2 separate regions of the Sus scrofa genome follow, and region 2 is linked to region 1. The links are chromatin contacts, called in public Hi-C maps. All regions are on one chromosome and are shown on one strand. The core of a region is the stretch at or near the end of the contact, and the rest is flanking DNA. Distances in the headings are between cores, read along the strand shown. Region 1 holds the start of POU4F1 (POU domain, class 4, transcription factor 1). Region 2 holds the start of RNF219 (RING finger protein 219).

Evidence for each region. Hi-C and Micro-C count contacts between places; a contact is called where the count stands out from the background.
Region 2: a contact with region 1 is called in a Hi-C map of skeletal muscle, with 1.6 times the contacts expected there. The contact joins the promoter of RNF219 here to the promoter of POU4F1 in region 1. A contact is called at or near these places in 4 of 47 Hi-C or Micro-C datasets (embryonic fibroblasts, epiblast stem cells, fibroblasts and 1 more).

Annotation. Positions count from the first base shown.
Region 1 is chr11:50,730,297-50,735,764 of Sscrofa11.1, reverse strand. It overlaps POU4F1 (POU domain, class 4, transcription factor 1), which reads left to right and starts at 3,139. Exons shown (of 2, transcript XM_021065767.1): 1 at 3,139-3,547; 2 at 4,195-5,468. The coding sequence starts at 3,425. The coding sequence ends at 5,337.
Region 2 is chr11:50,783,400-50,788,869 of Sscrofa11.1, reverse strand. It overlaps RNF219 (RING finger protein 219), which reads left to right and starts at 2,046. Exons shown (of 6, transcript XM_003131038.5): 1 at 2,046-2,200. The coding sequence starts at 2,129.

The DNA.
Region 1 (5,468 bases), core at 1,890-4,389:
ATCACTACTCAGGCAGAAGCCAACTAGTGACCGCACTTGCCAAACCCAGAAATCAAAGCAGTGACATTTATGGACTGGGCCCCAGTTGGCCAGCCTTTCCTTTCACGGCCCTGGAGTAACCAGGGAAAGGCTTGACAAGGGCAAAGTAACTGCCCACAGATCCACCACAGTGTCCCACTCTCTAGTCTGGGGCTGAGACCCAGCGGGAATGTGGCAGGGTAATTCTCCAAGCATCCTCCGCCACCTCACCCCACATTTCTTAAAACTGTCATCACATCTGTATCACAAAATACCCCTTCACCTGCAGCTGCCCCATGCTCATATACAGCCTCCACCTGGAGGGCAGATACCTGTATATCTGCATATTCATTTTATCTCCAGTGTCTTGTACTGGCCCAGACTGGTGCTCAGCAAGCATTCGAGGAAAGCAAGTAGGATAAAAGAAAATGAGCCAGGGATGAAATAAATAATTTCAGGAAATGAGGAGGATGGAATCAAGATATACAGCTTTGTGAGGGGACAGACAGTAGGCCCCTCTGTCTAAACCCCATCTCCTTTTTAGGGAGACAGGAAACCCTTTCAGTGATCTTCCTGCCTGCCCCCCATTGGCCCTAGGTTGGGCAACGCTGTTTTGCTCGATGCCCTGCTCATCTGCCTTCTTTTCCTTCCTACACACGTGTATTGTTCCATAAGGGCATTTTCACTCTGACAAGCACACTTCCTAAGCTCCATATGGACACAAATGTGCCCCAAATGGGTTTCCAATCAATGCATTAGTGGGGCTGGTGGGCCCAGTAGTGACTGGGAATTGTACCCAGGGCCCTATTTCTAGGCCCTGGGGGAAAAGCCCCCTGCCCCTTGCAAAGGCTTGGCACCTGGTTAAGGTGGGCAGGGTCTCCGGTCCCTAAAAGAAGTGAAGTAGGAGGGGCGTCTCAGCGAGATGGTGAACTCTTGATCTCAGGCCAAGGACTTCCCTGCTAGGTATTTATTGGTGACTTCTCAGCGTCGGAGGGTAAACTGAGTTGAGCTTCGAGAGCTTTGGGGCTTGCCTCGCTTTCTCCGGGTCCATGGCCTCAAACCTGAGCTATTTGTGTTTGTGTTTCCCTTGCACTCTTTGGGGTCCCTAAAAGCCAGTTTTTGCCTGGGGGAACGGGGGGACAGAATCTAAGCGCGGGTCCTCTGAGGGGCCCTTCTTCCCCGCCCCTCCCACCAACCCCCCCCCCCCGAAGATCTTGGGGAAGCGCCGCGATGGGTGTCGGGAAGGATTAAGTTAAGCCTGGACACCCGGTGCGACGACTACCGTAGGACTCACTCGCTCCCTCCAGCGATGTCCTGCTCACCGTCCATTCCCCGTAGAGATAATGTTGCATTTAGCACTCCCAGGGGACCGCGTAATGGATGGAAACGAGGCTCCTTCTCACACCAGCAAGTGAACGTCCTTTTCTCTCCCCTCTCTGCAAGGGGGTGGGAGGCTGGGTGGAAAGGTAGAGAGAAAAGAAAAGAAAGAAGAAGCCTGGGTGACGCCTGGGGGCTGGTCTTGGATTTTGAGTAGTGTGTATGCTAAATAGGCACGCGTTTATCCAAATGTGTCTTACACGCGAAAGCAAATTTAGCTTTATAGAAAAGAGATCTAATCTTTGGTGGAAATACAGACCTCCTTGGTGTGGAAGAGCCCAGAAAGATTATTTATCTGATCTCCGCCTCCCATAAGCAGCCCCTTGCGGCTCTCCAGATCTCTCGCCGCAGATGTGATAACATCTGGGCTATTATTATCACCCCGGGCAAGCGCTGAGTCCCTGGGGACTCGAGCACGTTCCCTCGGGAGGCCCTTGATCTGCCTGCCACATAAAGGCCATATAGCAGGTTGGCTAATTGATTTATTCTTCTTAGGTTTTGATTTCACAATAATAAAAAATAAAGGCTGGACCAGAGCTTGGCCCCAGTTCTTTCAAAATGGTTTGAATTAATATTTTAATCACACTTTCCTATAAACCGGTTGATTCTGTCTCATCTATGTATGTATACACATCCACACAGAGAGAGAGACAGAGACAAAAAGTCAAAACGATAGAAGGGAAAGCAAAGTTCTCTTCAACATCTTATTCCCTTTTCTCTGAAGCTATTTCCTTTTCCTGGGGTTTCCAGCATAGTGTGTGTGTGTGTGTGTGTGTGTGTGTGTGTGTGTGTGTGTGTGTGTGTGTGTGTATACGCTGAAGAGAGATAAGGATCCCAACTACACCCTGTTAACTATTTTTCCTTTTGATTACAAGAAGCCTCAGATCACCCGGAGCGCGTTTGAAATGTGGGTTTGTACACGGTTAAAGGAGACAAACAATAAGAGAAATGCACAATTTCATTTCAACAGCCATTCCTTGGTAGAAAGCACTCGCTCCGTGTGGCTCCTAAGTGGCTGTCACTGTCGTCCCTGACACAGTTATATTCACAACAACAACAACAAAGTATGCGGAGGAAATTAAATTATATGGAAATCAATAGCATCTGACTGCTTCAAACAAATGTCTGTCACCGCGATTATTCTCCAGGAACCTATTTATAAACCATGAAAGAAAAAGGTTCTTGCAGCAAAAGACAGCATCTTCTGCATTCTGTGTTATTTATACCGTATACAGAGGAATGCACGGGCATAATTTAACATACAAATGCCCAGCTGTATACATTATATAACAGCTTGTTAGACGTCCCGGAGAGGAGGTGTGCCTAAGTAATGCGCATATATTCAGGGCTTGCAATTCGAGTTGCGGCGCGGGGTGGGGGGCGGCGTAGGAGGGAGGGAAACCGCCCAGAGGCTAGCAAGCTTCTATCTTGTCTTTCTCCCCCCCAAAAAGGTGCCTACCCTCAGACAATAGCTGGCCCTTTTGATCTTCCAGACCCGAGGTGGGAAAGGTGAGGCGTGCAGTGCGCATGTCCGGGTAGCTACAGGTGCATCACCTGCGCTGTCCTTGCTGGTGGTCACTATAAGAGCGGCTCCCACGCGCCGGTCGCGGCCGGCGAGCGCGCGCGCGCGCAGACGCACGGCGCCGCGGAAAGGGAGAGCGCGCGTCAGACAGACGGAGACAGCTGATGCCTGTCAGCGCGGCGGGCCCGCGAGCTCTCGCGAGAGCTCCCCGGACCGGCCGCGAGAAGTGGGGCTCAGGTGTAAGAGGAGTGCATCCCGTCGGCGCACGGGGCTAGAGCTCTCGGAGAAGTGGGATCGCGTGGCCGGTGAGCGGCGGTCTGCGCGGTCAGAGGGAGCGCCGGGCGGCAGCGGCGGCGGCAGAAGCAGCAGCGGCCCCCGGCGCGTCCACCGGCTCCGCGCCGCTAGCCGCTACGGCTGCAGCCTCCGAAGGGAGGCCGGGGGAGCCAGCGTGCGCACTTTCCCGCGGACTTTCGGAGTGTTTGTGGATTTACATGCCAAGCCATCAAGATGATGTCCATGAACAGCAAGCAGCCTCACTTTGCCATGCATCCTACCCTCCCTGAGCACAAGTACCCGTCGCTGCACTCCAGCTCCGAGGCCATCCGGCGGGCCTGCCTGCCCACGCCGCCGGTAAGCGCCCCACGCCCGCGGACCTGGCCCGCGCGCCCGGCCCCTCCCAGTCTCAGAGACGCTGCATGTCGGGTGCTGATGTGTGCCCAGGTCCCGGTGCGGGAAGGGATTTTTAGAAGAATCCCGCTGCGAAGCACGCTTTGTACAGTGGCGCTTAGTGTCCTGTTTCCGTCGCCTCTGCCTCGGTGTCTGGCGCCGGCGATCGGAGTGGGGAGCGCTGGGGCCATGACTCTCGACTTCCCTCCACTTTCTCTGATAATTTCATGCCTTGGAAAGGCGGTCTCTGTGCGTGTTCGGGTGCGTGACACGGGTCCCCAGCTGCGAGTTACATCTCCATTTCTTCTTCTTTCCCCCTCCTTTTTCGTCTCCCACGCCTGTCCCCCGAATGTGTTCCTGTGTGCCATTCTCCTCTGCATCTTCCCCTCTCCCCACACTCCCGTCCTTTCTCATCTGACCCCCCTGTCTCATCCCCAATGTGTCCCTATTCTGTCTTTCCCGGTCGCCACTATCCCCACCCCTGTTGTTATTTTGGTTGTTTTGTGTTTGCCTTTTGCCTGTTGTGCTCTCCCACTCGTGTGTGGTTTTGTTTTGTGTTTTTGCTTTTTTGGTTTTGTGGTTTTTTTTGGTTTGGTTTGTGTCGCCTGCAGCTGCAGAGCAACCTCTTCGCCAGCCTAGACGAAACGCTGCTGGCGCGGGCAGAGGCGCTAGCGGCCGTGGATATCGCCGTGTCCCAAGGCAAGAGCCACCCGTTCAAGCCGGACGCCACGTACCACACGATGAACAGCGTGCCATGCACGTCCACGTCCACCGTGCCGCTGGCGCACCACCACCACCACCACCATCACCACCAGGCGCTCGAGCCTGGTGACCTGCTGGACCACATCTCGTCGCCCTCGCTCGCGCTCATGGCCGGAGCGGGCGGCGCGGGCGCGGCGGGCGGCGGCGGCAGCGCCCACGACGGCCCGGGGGGCGGCGGCGGCCCGGGGGGCGGCGGCGGCCCAGGCGGCGGCGGCCCCGGGGGCGGTGGCGGCGGCGGCGGCCCTGGGGGAGGCGGTGGGGGTCCGGGCGGCGGGCTGCTGGGCGGCTCGGCGCATCCGCACCCGCACATGCACGGCCTGGGCCACCTGTCGCACCCGGCGGCGGCGGCCGCCATGAACATGCCGTCGGGGCTGCCGCACCCCGGGCTGGTGGCGGCGGCGGCGCACCACGGCGCGGCGGCGGCGGCGGCGGCAGCGGCGGCGGGGCAGGTGGCGGCGGCGTCGGCAGCGGCGGCCGTGGTGGGCGCGGCGGGCCTGGCGTCCATCTGCGACTCGGACACGGACCCGCGCGAGCTCGAGGCGTTCGCCGAGCGCTTCAAGCAGCGGCGCATCAAGCTGGGCGTGACGCAGGCCGACGTGGGCTCGGCGCTGGCCAACCTCAAGATCCCGGGCGTGGGCTCGCTCAGCCAGAGCACCATCTGCAGGTTCGAGTCGCTCACGCTCTCACACAACAACATGATCGCGCTCAAGCCCATCCTGCAGGCGTGGCTGGAGGAGGCCGAGGGCGCGCAGCGCGAGAAAATGAACAAGCCCGAGCTCTTCAACGGCGGCGAGAAGAAGCGCAAGCGGACTTCCATCGCCGCGCCGGAGAAGCGCTCCCTCGAGGCCTACTTCGCGGTACAGCCCCGGCCCTCGTCCGAGAAGATCGCCGCCATCGCCGAGAAACTGGACCTCAAAAAGAACGTGGTGCGGGTGTGGTTTTGCAACCAGAGACAGAAGCAGAAGCGGATGAAATTCTCCGCCACTTACTGAGGGGGATGGGAGGTACCGGGCGGGGCGGAACGGGGAGGTGGAGGGGCATTTCGGGGAGCTTTCCTCGGGCCTGCTTCTCCTCCTCGAATTCAGAGTGTCCGTTGTTATCCTGCTTGCATTTGGGGAGTCCC
Region 2 (5,470 bases), core at 797-3,296, 54 kb before region 1:
AAACCCACATCCTCATGGATACTGGTCGGATTCATTTCTGCTGAACCACAATGGGAACTCCTACGATTTGTTAAATATATTTTTGTGACTGAGTATTAACATCAAGCATTAGGATAATTAACAAGAAATGAACTTCCCCTAGTAGCTTTGGAAAAATCTTTTTAAAAAAATGTTGGAGTTTCCTGGTGGCTCAGTGGGTTAAGGACCTTGCATTGTCACTGCTATGGCTAGGGTTTGATCCCTGGCCCCAGGAACTTCTGCATGCTGTGGCTGTGGCCAAAATAAATAAATAAATAAATAAAATAAAAACTAAAAAATTGTATTTAATATGTCTTCCAACTGCACTGTTTCCAGGGATCAGTGTGAAGGGAACATGCTTGATCCTATAGCCCACTCGGAGGGTGGGAATGACAGGTCCTAAAATTCTACCTTAGGTTTAAGCAAGGTGAGAATAGGGAAGAACACAGTAAGGTGGGGAAATGGCAAATCTTGAATGACAGCGGGTAATGACATGGAGCTTTCCCATTCTGAAGCCTGAGATCTACAACCAGGAATGTGAACTACGCATTAGCAATAGCAAAACATGTGAAGCCTAGACCCCATTTAAAATGACTCCCAACAGCCAGGAAATAGCCAAACCAGATGACTTTGAGGCCAGGCTTTCTGAAAAGTGTCCATTAAACAGACAATCAATAAGACTGTTTTGCCCAGATCTCCAATTCCAAGCACGTGATGGTCTCCGATTCCTAGGAAATTAAGTTAGGGAGCTGTTTGGAAGAATTCTCACTGTCACCTGTGAGCTGATTTTGACCTGCAGCTGGGCTACTTCAAGTGAATTACTAGCTGCTCCAATCTCATTATTGTCTGTTCCCTTTGTAACTGTGATAGTAAACATACACTGACCTCATTCAATACACACACACTCTTTATCAAAAGTTAGGAAGCAGAGAGGTTAACAAATAATCTATAGCCAGTAGAGCTAGAAAGTTGTTCAGGCAGGGATTTCTACTCTCACAGCCCAGGTCCAGAACCACTTTCTTTTAACCACCAGACTGTTGCTTGCAATTCTACTGCCGCCCCCCACCCCCCTCCCTGCCTCACGATTAGTAAAAGCAGTTTCATTGGTTTTGTTTTTGAATCTCCCTATTCACAGATTGTATGTTTGCATAAACTGATCACAATGGCTCTTCCTCCCTTTAAAGTATAAAGTACAGTTAAATTCCAAATGTGATACTTAAGATTCACCTAGGAACTTTTAAGAGTTTTTCTTTTTCATTGGTAGGAAGTACTAACTTAAAACCTCACACATTCTTCTCCGGAGTTCAATAGCATAGTGGTACATTTCATATCCAACCTGGCGCATGAAACGAAGGCTTTAAACGCTTGAGCAAGCACTATTGGGAGAGTAAGGATGGCTCGCACTGTTTGCAGCTTTCTCACAAGTGGGTGTAAATCAGAGTCCACGCCCCCGGTCCTTAAGCCTCTTAGAAACCACAGAAGGAACCACAGTGAAAACGTGTCTTCAGGGAGAGCTGCGATTAAATGTAGCCGAAACATTAGTCTCTGCAACAACTTAAGAGGCAACCACTATTTCTTGTTTTTAAGTGACATCACATCACTTGAGAATGTGGAGAGTTGAGAGCGGCAGATATTTTGGAAAACATAAAATGCAGCGATAACGTCTTTCCTCTTCCCTTTTTGACTGCACCGCGTGCTTGCAAACTGTGTCGGGTTTAAACTTCAGGCGGAAAATTCTTCCCCGCCCCATCCTCCGAAAAAGATTCGGGAAATTTAAAATCCTCTTTCGCATCTTCCCCTCCTCTCTCCACTGTTATTTTTTCAGTTAAACTTTCAAGATCCTCGATGTCCCTAGTAAGCTACTTTCCCTCCCATTCGCAGGACTCCTGCAGTTCCAGAACCGGGAAAAGGTTTTCTTCAAATTGCAAAGGAAAGGAAAGAAGGGAGAAATAAGCCTCGGCGGCCGCGCATTGGCGAAGCGCGTTTTCGTTTTCTCCGCCGGCGCGCCGTGGCCCTGCTGGGCCGCCGTAGCCGGCCTCGCGCGGCCTCTGTCGCGGCGAGAAGCCGCGGTCGGCGGGACTTCCGTGTTGGCGGGATTCTGAACGCTGCCATGGCTCAGACCGTGCAGAACGTTACATTGTCGCTCACTCTGCCCATCACGTGCCACATTTGCTTGGGGAAGGTAATGGGTGATTTGGGACACGGCTACGAATCGGGGTCGGACGTGCAGCAGCCCGCCAGACCCAAGGGCCGTCTCCGTGTAGCGGGGACAGGGCGCGAGGCGCCTGGCTGGGTGAGGACGCCGAGCCGCGTTCTCCTCAGGCCGGGGAGGCCGCGTCCTGGGGGACGGAGGGAGCGCGCAGTGATTCGTGCGGTCGTCTGCGAGCCTTTCGGAGGAGGATGACAGCGGCCTGGGGTGTGGAGGGAGGGCGGCCTCACTCGGGCCATTCCGGCGTCGAAGGAGGCCTGGTCCGAAAGGAATCGGAACAGTTTACGCCCGTGTGCAGTCCCATCAGAAGCATGAAAGCACGTTTCCTGGGAGCCTCGCTAAGGTTCCTTCGTCCCCTGCACACACTAGAGTGTTTTGTTCTTGGGCCTCCAGTACTGGCTGGGGAGTCTTGCCCATTTCCGACATCATTTCCATGCCTTAACCCGGCCTTGAGGGTGGCCTTTGCTCTGGGTTCAAAATTTGAAAAGTATATAGAACGTGCCCGTGAATGACGTTTAGAATGAGAGGTGTCGTCTTTAATTCCGGCAACGGAATCACAACCTGGAATACCCTCTCTGTAATGCAAAAGGTGTCTAAGGTGTTTGTGAAATCAGGTGGAGAAAGTAGTTCCAAATTAGAAACGGAGTGCTGAAGGTTCTAATGCATTTGTCTCCTTTTTCATTTCCGTTTGTGACTCCCATTCGACTTTTAAAAGGAGCTTTTTATTTTTTATTTTTAGTACTTATTTATTTGACTGCGTAGGTCAAGAAGGGAGATGTTTTTTTTTCCTCCAGTTTTTCCCCCACTCTGAGTGGTCTTTATATTTGTGGTTGCATGTGTGTTTACCTCCCCCCCCCCCCCGAAACTACAGCTGCAGCTTAGAATTGAGAAATACAAACTTCATTGAGCAGACGTTTGCGTGTCAGCCAGTACGATTGTCTGCCTTAAGTCTGTGTGAATTTCGTGCAGTTCAAGAAGTCCTAGGAAGTCAGGCTTGGTAGAAACTGATAACTCTTGATGTCCATCAGAATGAAATGTCAAGGAAATAGCAAAGGTGCTGTGGGAAATATAGACGTGGCTTGATCAAGTCGGACTGGCAAGATCAGGGATGGCCTGTGGAGGGTGGTTTTGAGCCAGCGCTTGCTACCACTTCCTATATACATAGCTGGGAGGAGGAGATGTTTCTGTTTGCCAAGGTCTGCATTTGGCTCCTGACTTGAAGTTCCCACAAGTGTGCCTTAAATTCTGAGTCAGGGTGCTCCCAACAGTAGCCTGAAAGGCTGATAAAATATCCTTAGGAGATAATTTTCACTTGGTCTTAGTTGTACACATGATACCTAGTCTCCATAAGTTAATAGGCTGTCTCTCGCAATTGTGTTGAAATTGTGTTCTGCCTGCCTGATTTTCCCCACCTATTATGTTTAACAACAATGATAGCAAATAGAATATAATGATTTTCAAATTACAGAATACTTTTGTATGCATTTAATTATTTCATCTACTGATCTCACCAGTGCTGTGAGATATGTAGGGCTGGTTTCCCCACTTTTTAAATAAGAAAACAAAGGCTTAGCATCTCGAGCATTTGAACCGCTGCTGTTACCATTTGTGTCTTTAGTAGGTTATATTTCCTAAACTCACTTGAGCTCCTGCGTAACAGCACACACTTTTGGGGTGTGTGTGTGTGTGTCCCGCCATGGTTAGCTGTATTCTAGAATTAAATTTGATGATAAAAGACTAATGATTCGTAAATAGGCATTTTTTTCTGTCTACAATGGAGGCAGAAAGGCATGATGGTTGGGGGCCTGAGTACTGTGTTCAGACCACATGAGTTCTAATCCAGGTCTTCCAGATACTAGATGGATGACCTTACACAAGTTACCTAACCACCCTCAGAGTAGGTTCCTTATCTGTGCAATGGGAATGGTAACAGTATTAATGTTCATCCTTGTGCTTGGGCGGGTTGGGTGAAGTAATGCATATGCAGTGCTTACCGTGAAGTTTGGCGCTTCATGTTTGATAAGCATTAACCATTACCGTGGGCACTGAGGCTCAAAATGAGGAAACCAGCCTTTTCTAGTAACTGTTCTTCGCAGTTGCTTCGTGAGGCCAGTGAGCTAACTCCGTAAAGATTTACATTCCCAACAGAGTGGGACCTTTTTGTTCCGGAAATTGCCGCAGAGGTTTTAGCTGACTCCTCGTCACCGTTGCCTTTTGTATAGTTAAAGCCGATCTGATCTGCTTGTGCTACTCACACTCCCCCACATCGGTATTTGGCGGGTACTGGAGAGGGCATGGCCTGGAGTAGTGCCACATTCCCAGGGTCGCTTCCATCTCCCTGACATACAGTATCTCGGGCCACCTCTGTGATCTGCCTTTAGGTCCTACCTGGCTAGCCCTCTTCTAGAGAGTCATTCTTGTGCGGCCTTCACCATTTGTCCCATACAGATTAGCAAACTTCATTTTTTGATTTTTCAGCAGAATTAGAGGCCATTATCCCTGGAGAGTTACTGTGGAAAAAAAAATGGGGGGGGGTGCATGTTACTTAAAGAAGATAGGGGTAAGGGAGACCTTAAATCTGAAGAGATAAGATAGATGCTGATTGAAATAAGGTTGGGGAAGAGTGGAGGGGAAAGTATTAGTGGAGATAGCCTAAGTGCGTACATGGCCAATGCTTTGTCTTTTGAATACAAATATACTTAGAAAGGGAAAGTTCAGACATTTTGCATTTACTACCTCTGACTCTAGCTCAGTCTTAAAAGTGGATTCTCTCTGCCCAACAATGCTTAGCAACCTTGACAGTATCTTAAGTAAGAACTCTGTGTGGCCTGAAGTAGTTAGGTGCATCCTGTGAGATGATTTATATATAAAAATTTCCTGCCTAATTTTTAATTTTTTCTATGTCTTGGGCTAATAGGCCAGCAAGCAGAAATATAGAAATAATCTAGCCCAGGTTAGGTGACATTTTGGTTCTGCTAAGAATGCTGTAGAGGAGTTCCCGTCGTGGCGCAGTGGTTAATGAATCCGACTAGGAACCATGAGGTTGCGGGTTTGATCCCTGGCCTCGCTCAGTGGGTTAAGGATCTGGTGTTGTCGTGAGCTGTGGTGTAGGCCGCAGACTCGGATCGGATCCCGTGTTGCTGTGGCTATGGTGTAGGCTGGCAGCTACGGCTCCGATTCAACCCCTGGCCTGGGAACCTCCATATGCCATGGAAGCCGCCCAAGAATTGGCAAAAAGACAAA